Linked DNA regions of Mus musculus: region 2 is linked to region 1. The links are chromatin contacts, called in public Hi-C maps. All regions are on one chromosome and are shown on one strand. The core of a region is the stretch at or near the end of the contact, and the rest is flanking DNA. Distances in the headings are between cores, read along the strand shown.

The links. A called contact is a pair of places that touch in the nucleus more often than the background predicts.
Region 2: a contact with region 1 is called in a Hi-C map of uterus. The contact joins two enhancer-like sites. A contact is called at or near these places in 8 of 484 Hi-C or Micro-C datasets (bone marrow-derived macrophages, embryonic stem cells, liver and 2 more) and 2 of 115 datasets of contacts at active chromatin or transcription factors (bone marrow-derived dendritic cells and embryonic stem cells).

Annotation. Positions count from the first base shown.
Region 1 is chr6:53,008,884-53,014,100 of GRCm38.p6, forward strand. The region is part of intron 1 of Jazf1 (JAZF zinc finger 1); the gene reads right to left. Among named protein-coding and RNA genes, the nearest start is that of Gm33219, 35 kb to the left of the region's middle. Within about 2 kb of position 3,263, at least 2 of the 459 cell types and tissues checked have an H3K27ac peak or open chromatin away from gene starts, as enhancers often do. A contact at or near this core is called in uterus, where this site is marked.
Region 2 is chr6:53,151,616-53,156,832 of GRCm38.p6, forward strand. No RefSeq gene overlaps it. Among named protein-coding and RNA genes, the nearest start is that of Gm4872, 68 kb to the right of the region's middle. Within about 2 kb of position 3,211, at least 23 of the 459 cell types and tissues checked have an H3K27ac peak or open chromatin away from gene starts, as enhancers often do. A contact at or near this core is called in uterus, where this site is marked.

The DNA.
Region 1 (5,217 bases), core at 2,013-4,512:
TTAAAAATCTGGTGTGACTCTGAAAACTGTTTTGACTAGGTAATAACTTACACAGTTCAAAAATAAAAAGATAACAATAGAGCGCAATGCTGTCCCCATCCTGCACCCAGCCACCCACTAGAAGCAGCTGCTCTTTTGGCTTTCCACTCAAGTGGTAGCCTGCATGGACAACATCCCCCAGTCCTTCTCCATGCAGATACAGAAGATGTGGACATCGTCAGACTCTGCCTCCTTTCTACATCAAAGGCAGAATCCTACATACTGTGTTTCATACCTTGCTGTTTTCATTTAATGACTCTGCTTGGAGCTCTTTCTAAATCAGCGCATAAAGCATTGCCATGTTCTTTTTAAATTGCCACACAGTGTCCCACTGTATAGATGGATCATGATTTACTTATGTATCTCTTCGCTAATGGATCCTTGAATCACTTCCAATGTTTTCTAGGACAAACAGTGGTCTGGCGGCAAACCTCCTTTTTGTGCCACTTTATAAGCATTCAGATATATCAACAGGAAAGCCTGTCAGGGACAGACTGTGTCAAAGGGTACCAGGGCTGCGGCATCTGTGCTCCCACAGAAATACAGTGCAGGTGCTCCCCATCAGGCTGATACACATGTCATTCTTTAGAAAGTGCTAGTCCTTCATAGCTTCAATCCACATTTCTCTGACTTCATGGGTAAACAATTTTAGATTTAAAAGATGGCAATGCAGTTCTGTGTGGACAACTGGTTCCTGCCACTCGCCTCTTTTCCTACTGCCTGGGAAAGGTGCTCACAATCATCTGGAGGTATGTTTTCTACAGACAGATTTTCATATGTTTTTAATGTGTTTACTATATATTTTTTACCATATAAACACTTTTAAATTGAATCAAATTTATTTATTTATTTATTTATTTATTTATTCCTTTTATGGCTTTTGAATTTTAAGTCCCAGATAAGAATCCCTTTCAGTTCAAGACTATAAAGGACATTGTATTTTCACAGTTCTTTTGCATTTTAAGCAGGAACAACAAACTTTGTTAGAAATATCAGTGTTGGGCTGAAGGTATAATATGTGAGGCCCTGGATTTGATCCTAAATACCAGGCCAGTTAATTACAACCATTAGTCACCATATTAAAGGAATGTAGCAAGCTGGAGTTTATTTGAACAGAGTGAGACACAGACTCCACCTCTGATACATCCAGGTAAATACTCACTAGGCCCAATACCATATGTAAAACATGTTCTTGCTGACTGAGGACATCAATTCCCACACATGTCATGACTGAAAACAAGATCTCATGAATGCAGTTACATTTATGTGCATGTTTGTGAATGGGTGTGTCTAATGCTAGAGTGTAGACATGACAGAGGTAAAGACATGCTCTTCAGCTCTTTCTGGGATGGCCACACTGCATGACACTGTAGCTCTTTTGGGGATGGCCACAGCGAGTGGCATTGTATTCATCCTGTCACCACCACAGCACTGAGCCTTCCTTTTTGTCTTGTTCCCCTCCCATCCATTTGAACATCTGAGGTGGGAAAATGGCGTTCCCTGCCATGGCCATCCTTATGATGATCCACAGTCCTCAAGGACTGATCTTGGCCTCAAGCTCAAGTGCTGCTGAGGAGGAAGCTTTCCCACAGCTCAGTGGACACAAGGTCCTTAGCACTAAACCATTCATGCAGAAGCTTGGCTTGGAGAGGCACAGACACAGATTGCCACTCACAAGCTTATAATGTGGGGACACTATTTTATTCTCACAATTTATTTAAAGGGGAAAAAAATCCAACATAAATCCTGGAAAAATTCTTATCAACGACAGAATTCATCTATGTCGCGACTGCTATGGTATCAGAAACATGACAAAGAAAGGAGAGAGAAAACAAGAAGCAGAGTTGGAAAATGCTTCCTTTAATTTGGAAGAGTGCAAGGATTTTTTTGAGATTTCACAAATAAGTAAAAGACAGGACGTTATGAATGTTATCACCCTTGCCCATCTTTCCTGCAGAGTTCCACTTTTAGACTAGAAGGCACACTGCACAACAGGCACACGCGATGGTATTTTAACAAGGTTCTGACATTCTCAATTATTTCCACTCCCCACAGTTTCTTGAGAGTTCAATGATGCTAGTAAATTAAACCCAAAGTCCTTAACTTTCCAAGTAACATAGTTCCCTGCTCCTCTTACTTCCTATCTATATGAAGCTCAGGGTTTCTCTTAGCCTCCTCTGGCCACTGGGTCCCCTGACGGGGGAGGCTGGTACATCCATGTAGTGATAAAATAGAAATACAATGAACAGTATCTACAGTACAAAGTAACCATCCAACTAGAAACATAACTCGGAACTGACTAGTAGGGTCTAGAAGTCATATACAAAGCTGTGAAGTGTACCATGATGCAGGAGTGTGATGGTTTCCACACAAGCTCTGAGTCTGTATCAATGCTACTCTTTCCTGTGACCCACATACAAGGAGGGAGCTGTCATCAAACTGTCATCCTCCCACTCATGCGCACTGAAATTATATTCAGGCTCACCTCTGCATCCCCAGTCTCCTAAGTGTGAAAGGCCACTGTATCTTTTTTTTTTTTAAGCTTGAAAAAGAGTTAAATGTTACAGAGGCATGCTATGTTCATGGGACTGGTATCTAATGTCTTGTGTTGTGTGTTTCCCTGTAGGATCTGGCAGAGCAGAGATCCTGTTTAACTGAGCAAAATACATGAACCCACATGCATCAGGCTAAACACTGCATGCACTGCTTCAGGCAGCCCTTCTATGCTTCACAATTAAATGTATGTCTTCAACCCATAATCACCCTTCTGTGTTGTGATCATCTAGGATGGCTGAGTCCAATGACTAGAAAATCTGTCACAATTTTTCTCCAAGCTAGTTTGAGACCTATAGGCTAGATTAGTGCCAATATTCACATGGGAAGAAAAGGTTTCAGGACCAAAGAATATATTTTTTTTTTTGTATTCGTGAAAAACTTTGAAATAAAAAACTTTTAGCCTAGCAGCAAGCCACAAAGTGGGGATGCTTATTTCTGTTTAATTCAATGAATTATTAAAATCACGGGGAAATGAAAGCATTCTAAGCTCCAATTTTAAACCTGCAACCAGCATGATCCTCTGTGAAAGAAATGAGAGTGTGTCAGCTATGTGAGCCCTTCTGCCAGACTCATGCCTTCCCTCCTCTTCTTCTAGGACAGGACATCTTCCACCTACCCTGGCCACGCAGCCCACCACATCTGGAGCATCCTCTGCAACAGCTCGTGTGATTATATGACCCTAATTCCAGAACTCACCACAGTGACCTGGGTCACTCTGACAGAAACTGGTGACCTAGACCCAGGGCTAGAGTGTTTTCATGACTCTTCTTCTGCAAACGGGACTTGTTCTTGTGATCACGGTGACATCTAGACAGAGAGCCAGATTTAAGGGCCCCTCCTAGATATGCATGGAAGAAGACACAGGCTGGAGATGGCTGGACCAAAGGTGTCCATGAGGCCTGCCTTCCATTACCTGTCTTCAGGTCTGAACAGATGAGCCCAGCTTCGCACAGTAGGCTCACCCCCAGCATCATCAGCTGGCCGGCACCCTCACACAGTGACAGCATTCATTGTCTACTGAATCATGCTGTGAGTCGGTAGCCCCTGCAGAGGGACGGAGACAGGTACATCTCCATCTGGCAAATCAAGTAAGGTCGGAAAAAAGCGGCTCCAGTAAATGTCCCAAAAGGACAAAATAATAAAAATAGGAAGTAGAGTAAGAATATTCTTTACGGTCAGATCTGACCTGAACAGAGAAGTCAATCAGACTTCCTGCTTCCTTTCTGGCCATCTTTACCACTGGCCACTAAGAAACAAATGAACAGAGTGAGTGAGAGTTGGCAACATGTGATATGCTGGTTGCTATTGGTTGATAGTTTCTTCCTAAAATTGTTGATGTTCTAATTTCTGTGCCCCAGAATGCAGCCCTGACAGACAGAGCTTTTCAGAGGTACTGAAGATTATAGCAAGGCCCTTAGGGTAAGCCTACATTCAATCTGAATTTCAAGAGAGTGAATCTTGGGCGGACTGCTGGACCGTGCATGCAGAGGCCAGAGGTGGGAGAACACACCACGGAGCAACATGGCCGAAAGATAGGAGAACAGCCTCAGAGGGGAATCTCTGATGCCAGGGCAGCCATAGCTCATTTAAACACTGTCCCTGTGCTCTTGAGGGACCAGAATGGGACACTCCCTTTCCCTAGTCCTACAAAGCACGGTGACACAAAGGGGGCTAGGCTGAAATTTTACTTCACAGATGCTTTTAAATTCTGTCCTACACATGCTCCACTATATTCAAAGCAGCCTTATTTATAATAGCCAGGAGCTGGAAACAACCCAGATGTCCCTCAATGGACACAGAAAATGTGGTACATTTACACAATAGAGTACTACTCAGCTATAAAAAACAATGACTTCATGAAATTCTTAGGCAAATGGATGGAACTAGAAAATATCATCCTGAGTGAGGTAACTCAGTTACAAAAGAACACACATGGTATGCACTCACTGATAAGTGGATATTAGCCCAGAAGCTCAGAATGCCCAAGATACAATTCACAGGCCACAAGAAGCTCAAGAAGAAGGAAGACCAAAGTGCAGATACTTCAGTCCTCCTTAGAAAGGGGAACAAAATACCAATGGGAGGAGTTACCGAGATAAACTACAGAGCAGAGACTGAAGGAATGACCATCCAGAGACTGCTCCACCTGGGGATCCATCCCACATACAGTCACCAAACCCAGACATTATTATGGATGCCAACAAGTGCTTGCTGACAGGAGCCTGAGAGGCTGTCTCCTGAGAGGCCCTACCAGTGCCTGACAATTACAGAGGTGGATGCTCACAGCCAACCATTGGACTGAGCACAGGGTCCCCAATGGAGGAAATAGAGAAAAGGACCCAAGGAGCTGAAGGGGTTTGCAGCTCCATAGAAGGAACAACAATATGAACCAACCAGTATCCCCAGAGCTCCCAGGGACTAAACCACCAACCAAAGAGTACACATGGTGGGACTCATGGCTCCAGGTGCATATGTAGCAGAGGATGACCTTGTGGGACATCAACGGGAGGAGAGGCCCTTGGTCTTTTGAAGGTTCTATGCCCCAGTATAGGAGAATGTCAGGGCCGGGAAGTGACAGTGGGTGGGTGTGGTGAGCAGGGGGGACAGGATAGGGGGTTCTCA
Region 2 (5,217 bases), core at 1,961-4,460, 140 kb after region 1:
AATACTGAGTAGGAAGGGGGATTTGGGACCAAATTTATGCAATATGCAAATGAGTTTTATTACTTGAAAAGTTTCAGAGGCAAAATTTTACCTTCTTCTTCCTCTTTCTCTTCCTCTTCTTCCCCTTCTTCTCCTCCTCCATCTCCTCCTCCTCCTTCTCCTCCTCCATTTCCTCCTCCTCCTCCTCCTCCTCCTCCTCCTCCTCCTCCTCCTCCTCCTCCTCCTCCTCCTCCATCTCCTCCTCCTCCTCCATCTCCTCCTCCTCCTCCTCCTCCAACTCCTCCTCCTCCATCTCCTCCTCCATCTCCTCCTCCTCCTCCTCCTCCAACTCCTCCTCCTCCATCTCCTCCTCCATCTCCTCCTCCTCCTCCATCTCCTCCTCCTCCTCCTCCATCTCCTCCTCCTCCTCCTCCTCCTCCTCCTCTTCCTCCTCCTCCTCCTCCTCCTCCTCCTCCTCCTCCTTTGACAGGGCTTCTCTGTGTAGCCTTGGCTATCCTGGAACTCATTCTTTAGACTAAGCTGTCCTCAAATGCACAGAGACCCACCTGCCTCTGCCTCCTGAGTTCTGGGATTAAAGAGGTGCATCACCACCCCCTAGCAGTCCCTTGTTTCCTAAACTACCATTTGGCCATGACGTTGTGACCCCTGTTTTCTCTGCAGATGTATTTTAGCTTGATGGAGATGAGTCCTATTTCTTCTTAGTGTGATGTGTTTGCTTGGCTACTGAGTTAGGTCTAGATAGACCCTTGGTACCCTCATGTATGAGCCCAAGATTGGTTTATTTCCAATGCTAAGATTTTATAGGTGATGCTATATATTCTCTTTTACCAAAAAAAGAGCAAACCAAGGAATGCATATGTATTTATTCTGAATGCTTTTTATTGTTATGTTTGTATTATTTCTGAATATACATAAACACATATATTAAGCATATATGAGCTTATAGAACTTACACTTTTGTAAAAGGATCAATGACACTATAACCCTGGAACAATCTTTAAGCAAAGATTTTTAAAAAATCTTATAAAACCAAGCATGAGGTAGGTGCCATTCCAGATACTGGACGGTACCAACCAGTGCCCTCTGAGGCCAGGACAGCCTTTCCTCCTTGGCTCTTCCCAGGAGTCGAATTCGAGCTGGGAGTGGTGCTCTGGTTTCTGCCTTCTGGACTATTATGTATTTTCCCATGGGGTTGAATAGAGGCTTCCATCCAGGAGAGAGGAGCTATTACCAAACTGATTCATTAGAATTCAAATTTTGGGGAAAGGCAAATCTTTGTAGGCTTAAATTATTCTAAGCTATTCATAGACATCCAGTTACCACTCAAAGGGCATCCATTAGAGAAAAGTCTTCAATGAAAACAAATCCTGAATGTGTAAGGGAAATGGATCTGAAAGTTAAATAAAATCTTTAAAAGCGGTTTTGGTGGCCACTGTTTTCTGTGCAGCTATATAAATTCTGAACATAGAGCAATGCGAACTTGCATCCTCCTTGTTCTGACTATGATGAGTTTCAACACAGTGGTGATGGAAGTTGATCTACAAGCAAACCTGGACCAGTAGTTCCCAACCTTCCAATGCTGCGTCCCTTTAATACCATTCCTCATGTGGTGACTCCCAACCATAGCAATATCTCATCGCTACTTCATAACTGTAATTTTGCTACTGTTATGAAATATCACTGTCTTCTGATAGTCTTAGGTGTTCCCTGTGAAAGGGTCTTTCAATCTCCAAATGGGTCAGGTTAAGAACTGCTGTCTAAACCAAGGGCTCTGTGAAGTGCCCTGGCCACATGTCCATGGAGCGGGTCCTGTTGCCAGCAAGGAAACTGTCTTTGTGCAGTATGGTGTTTTGAGCACCAGTTATTCCCTGGTGTTATGGAGGAACTATGCTATCAAATTCATAGAACACAGTGAACATCAAGTGAGGCCATACCTAAAAGTGTTTTGGACAGTACCCAAGATACTATGTACTTGTTAATAGTTATGTATGTGGGGTGTGTGTGTGTTATATTGTGTATGTGTGGTGTGTGATGGTGGTGATGGTATGTGTGTGTGTGTGCTATGGTGGTGGTGGTGCGTAGTGTGTATATGGGGGTGTGTGGTATGTTGTATATGTATGTGTATGTGTGGTATGTGATCGTGGTGATGGGATGTGTGTGTGTGTGTGTGTGTGTGTGTGTGTGTGTGTGTGGTGTGGTGGTGGTGGTGTATGAGTGTGCGGTATGTTGTATATGTGCATGTATGTGTGGTATGTGATGATGGTGATGGTATGTGTGTGTGTGTGTGTGTGTGTGTGTGTGTGGTGGTTTGTGCATTGCTCTACATTGCTTGATTGCCTGTAGAAGCAGCACTCCAATATTTGAGGTTCAAAGACGCTATATTTATTTACATTATCTAAAAGGCTATGTATACATCGCAGTTTTGCTTAGTTGCTCCTTCTAAATCCTATTCATTTGATTATATCTGATGAGTAAGAGCTTTACAGTTTGTGACCCTGTAGTTAGGATACTCCCAGCTGGGGTGGCCAAGCTTAAGGCAACAGACAGCTTAGCTTGGTCTATTTTCTAGTTCTTGGTCCATTACCTGGTCTGTGTGACCTTAGACAAACTATACTTTCTTTCCATTGCACAGCCTGTGCTATTAGCACAGAACAAAGCCAAAAGCAAGCATTCCCATATCCTGCTTGACTCTGATATGGTATTTATTTAGTTTTAGGTGCCATAGAATCAAACAGATCAAAGTGGTAACACATCTCCAGACACCAGGCCAGTGGCAAAGAGGAATTCCAGCCAACTAGCAGAGGGAGCTGGTTTTGTAAAGGGACAGTACTGCTGTGCACAAGACCCTGGAGAATACACGCTGGATTGGAAGATCACCTGGGAACATCTGCTGGCATGCTGAGATGTAGCAGTGGGGAGAGGCCAGCTGTGGCACCATCAACTAGCTAACAAGTTCCTTCCCTGGCCCTTTCTTGTCACTCAATTGATAAAAAGCAGTTTATAAACAAAAACACATTTAAATTAGATCCATGTCAGACTTGATTGGGGTCAGAGCAGCCCTTCTGTTTTTCTTGCACCATGACAGTACTGGGTGATGAAAGAACCATGATTGTGAAACTGAACTTTCCTAGCAGTTTATTCTACAGACAGCCAAGTTCAGCCTTTATGACCATGACCTTGAAGGAGACAGAGTTCTGTTCATGCTGAACTTCTCTTGAGGAATAGATTACTACAACAGGAAGCTGCCTTGAAGAGGTCACGCCCCATCCGGTGACCAGGCGGGAAGATGGGGGAGGATGGAGTGGCCTCTTGCCTGGGTGCCAGAAAAACAAACAAAGTGACAACACATCTTCAAACACATGCCTCTGGAACAGGGACGGTCTGACTGTCTTGCAGATGGAACCCATTTGGAATGAGACAATTCTCAATGGCACCAGAGCTCACCAGGGACTTGCGGATACGTTACGTGTGACTGAGAGTCTGCTCTGCCTCTTTCTGTGCCCAGTCTGTTTCTTGCATTCCACATAGCACCCATTTTGTTCTGCCTGTAAACCCACTGATCTGAAAACACTCCTCTTCACAGCCACCTTTTGAAATCTACAGACATCTGAGGATGATGGTCTGAGCTGGGGTGCTTTTTCTTCAATGAGATTTTGGGTAATGCCAGGCAAGAGTTTGTTGTTGTTGTTGTAAGAATAGGATGATGGCGGGACAAAAATGGTACTGGCCTCAAATGGCTGGAAGCCAAGGGTACTGCTCAATGTCCAAGGTGCACCAGCAGTCTCCACTTCGGAGGATCATCTGCCCCCGATGTAACAGTGCTGACCTCGAGAAATGCTAGATCAGACATGTTTCCAGCAAGAGTGTTTCTAAGTATAAGGTCAGGAAGTGACATCACCCAGGTCAGCAGACAATGCTTAAAGTGATCAGAAGGGGCTATGACCATGAACCCCATTGTCCCTCCCTAACCTCATTACTTCTTCCTATGTTGCAACTGCCTCTTTATACTAGCACAGCCCCCATTATTAGTTATAGCTGATGCCCCAGAAAACACAGAACGTCACCTCTCATTCAAAGTTTTCTCAATGAGGGTTTATAAAATCTCCTATCAGCTTAGGGAAAGGGGGCTTTCTGAGCTAAGCAGCACCTTTGATCCTCTTCTTAGCTGGACAGTGCTTATGCTTTCCTGGTAGGGAACATTTTTTCCCTCCCCCCAGCTCAGGCTGAGGCTATGTTAGAAAAATGTCACATTCAGTGAGTAGTTGAGGTTGTAGGATATACAGTTCCCTTGAGGCCGGGCGTGGTGGCGCACGCCTGTAGTCCCAGTAGCTTGGGAGGCTGGGGCAGGATTGTGCCACGAGTTCAAGGCCAGGACCTGGGTGTCAGGATATATAGTTCCTTTGAAACTCAGTGTTGTCTCTTTGAAGAATCAGTCCTGTCACCAATTGGGTATCGGGCATCTGGTGACTTCTGCACACAAATTTACCCTTTCCCAGTTCTTTAAGAATGAGATACATTTGAGAGAATTTCCATCCCAGGCTGTGGTGGTGAAATCAGTAGCAAAAGACACTAAAGGTGAGTTCTTTCTTGACACATCGGCTCTAAGTTATCTATTATCTGTTCAGTGAAGAAAGCAGACCAGAGAAGAGGAGAGGCCACAGACAGGAAATGTGGTTTCGTGAGAGGAGTGAGATGCTCTTAAGGTTGAAGGACAGTCAGCAGTGTGGGCTGGGTCCAACAAACAGCAGGCACTCTAAGGAGAGGAAACTGGTCAGCCACCACTGATGCAGAGGAGAGGTCTTACAGTAAAGTGAGAGCAAAGATGGACAATGGATTGGATTTTAAAAACTCAGAAAAATTAAGTGAGAGCTGAGCCTGGTGGTGCAGGATTACAGAGCACCAGTTACTCAGGAGGCTGGTGCAACAGGTTTGTAAGTTCAAGGGCCTGACTCAAAAATCAAAAAGTAAAAGGAAGGCTGGGGGGTATAGCACAGGGGTAGAACACCATAAGGTCCTAGGTTCAATCCCCAGTGCAGAAGAATGAGAGGAGTGGAGGAGGTGGAGGAGGGTAGCCAGCTAGAGGACCATGCTCAGCACTGACAGGACATCGCCCCTTGGCTGCAGCACATGGATTATTAGCAGTCTGTTTAAATAGTCCTCAAAGGGACACCCATCATCCACCATCTTCCTTTACTTGTGCCTTCTCCTCCCTTTTAA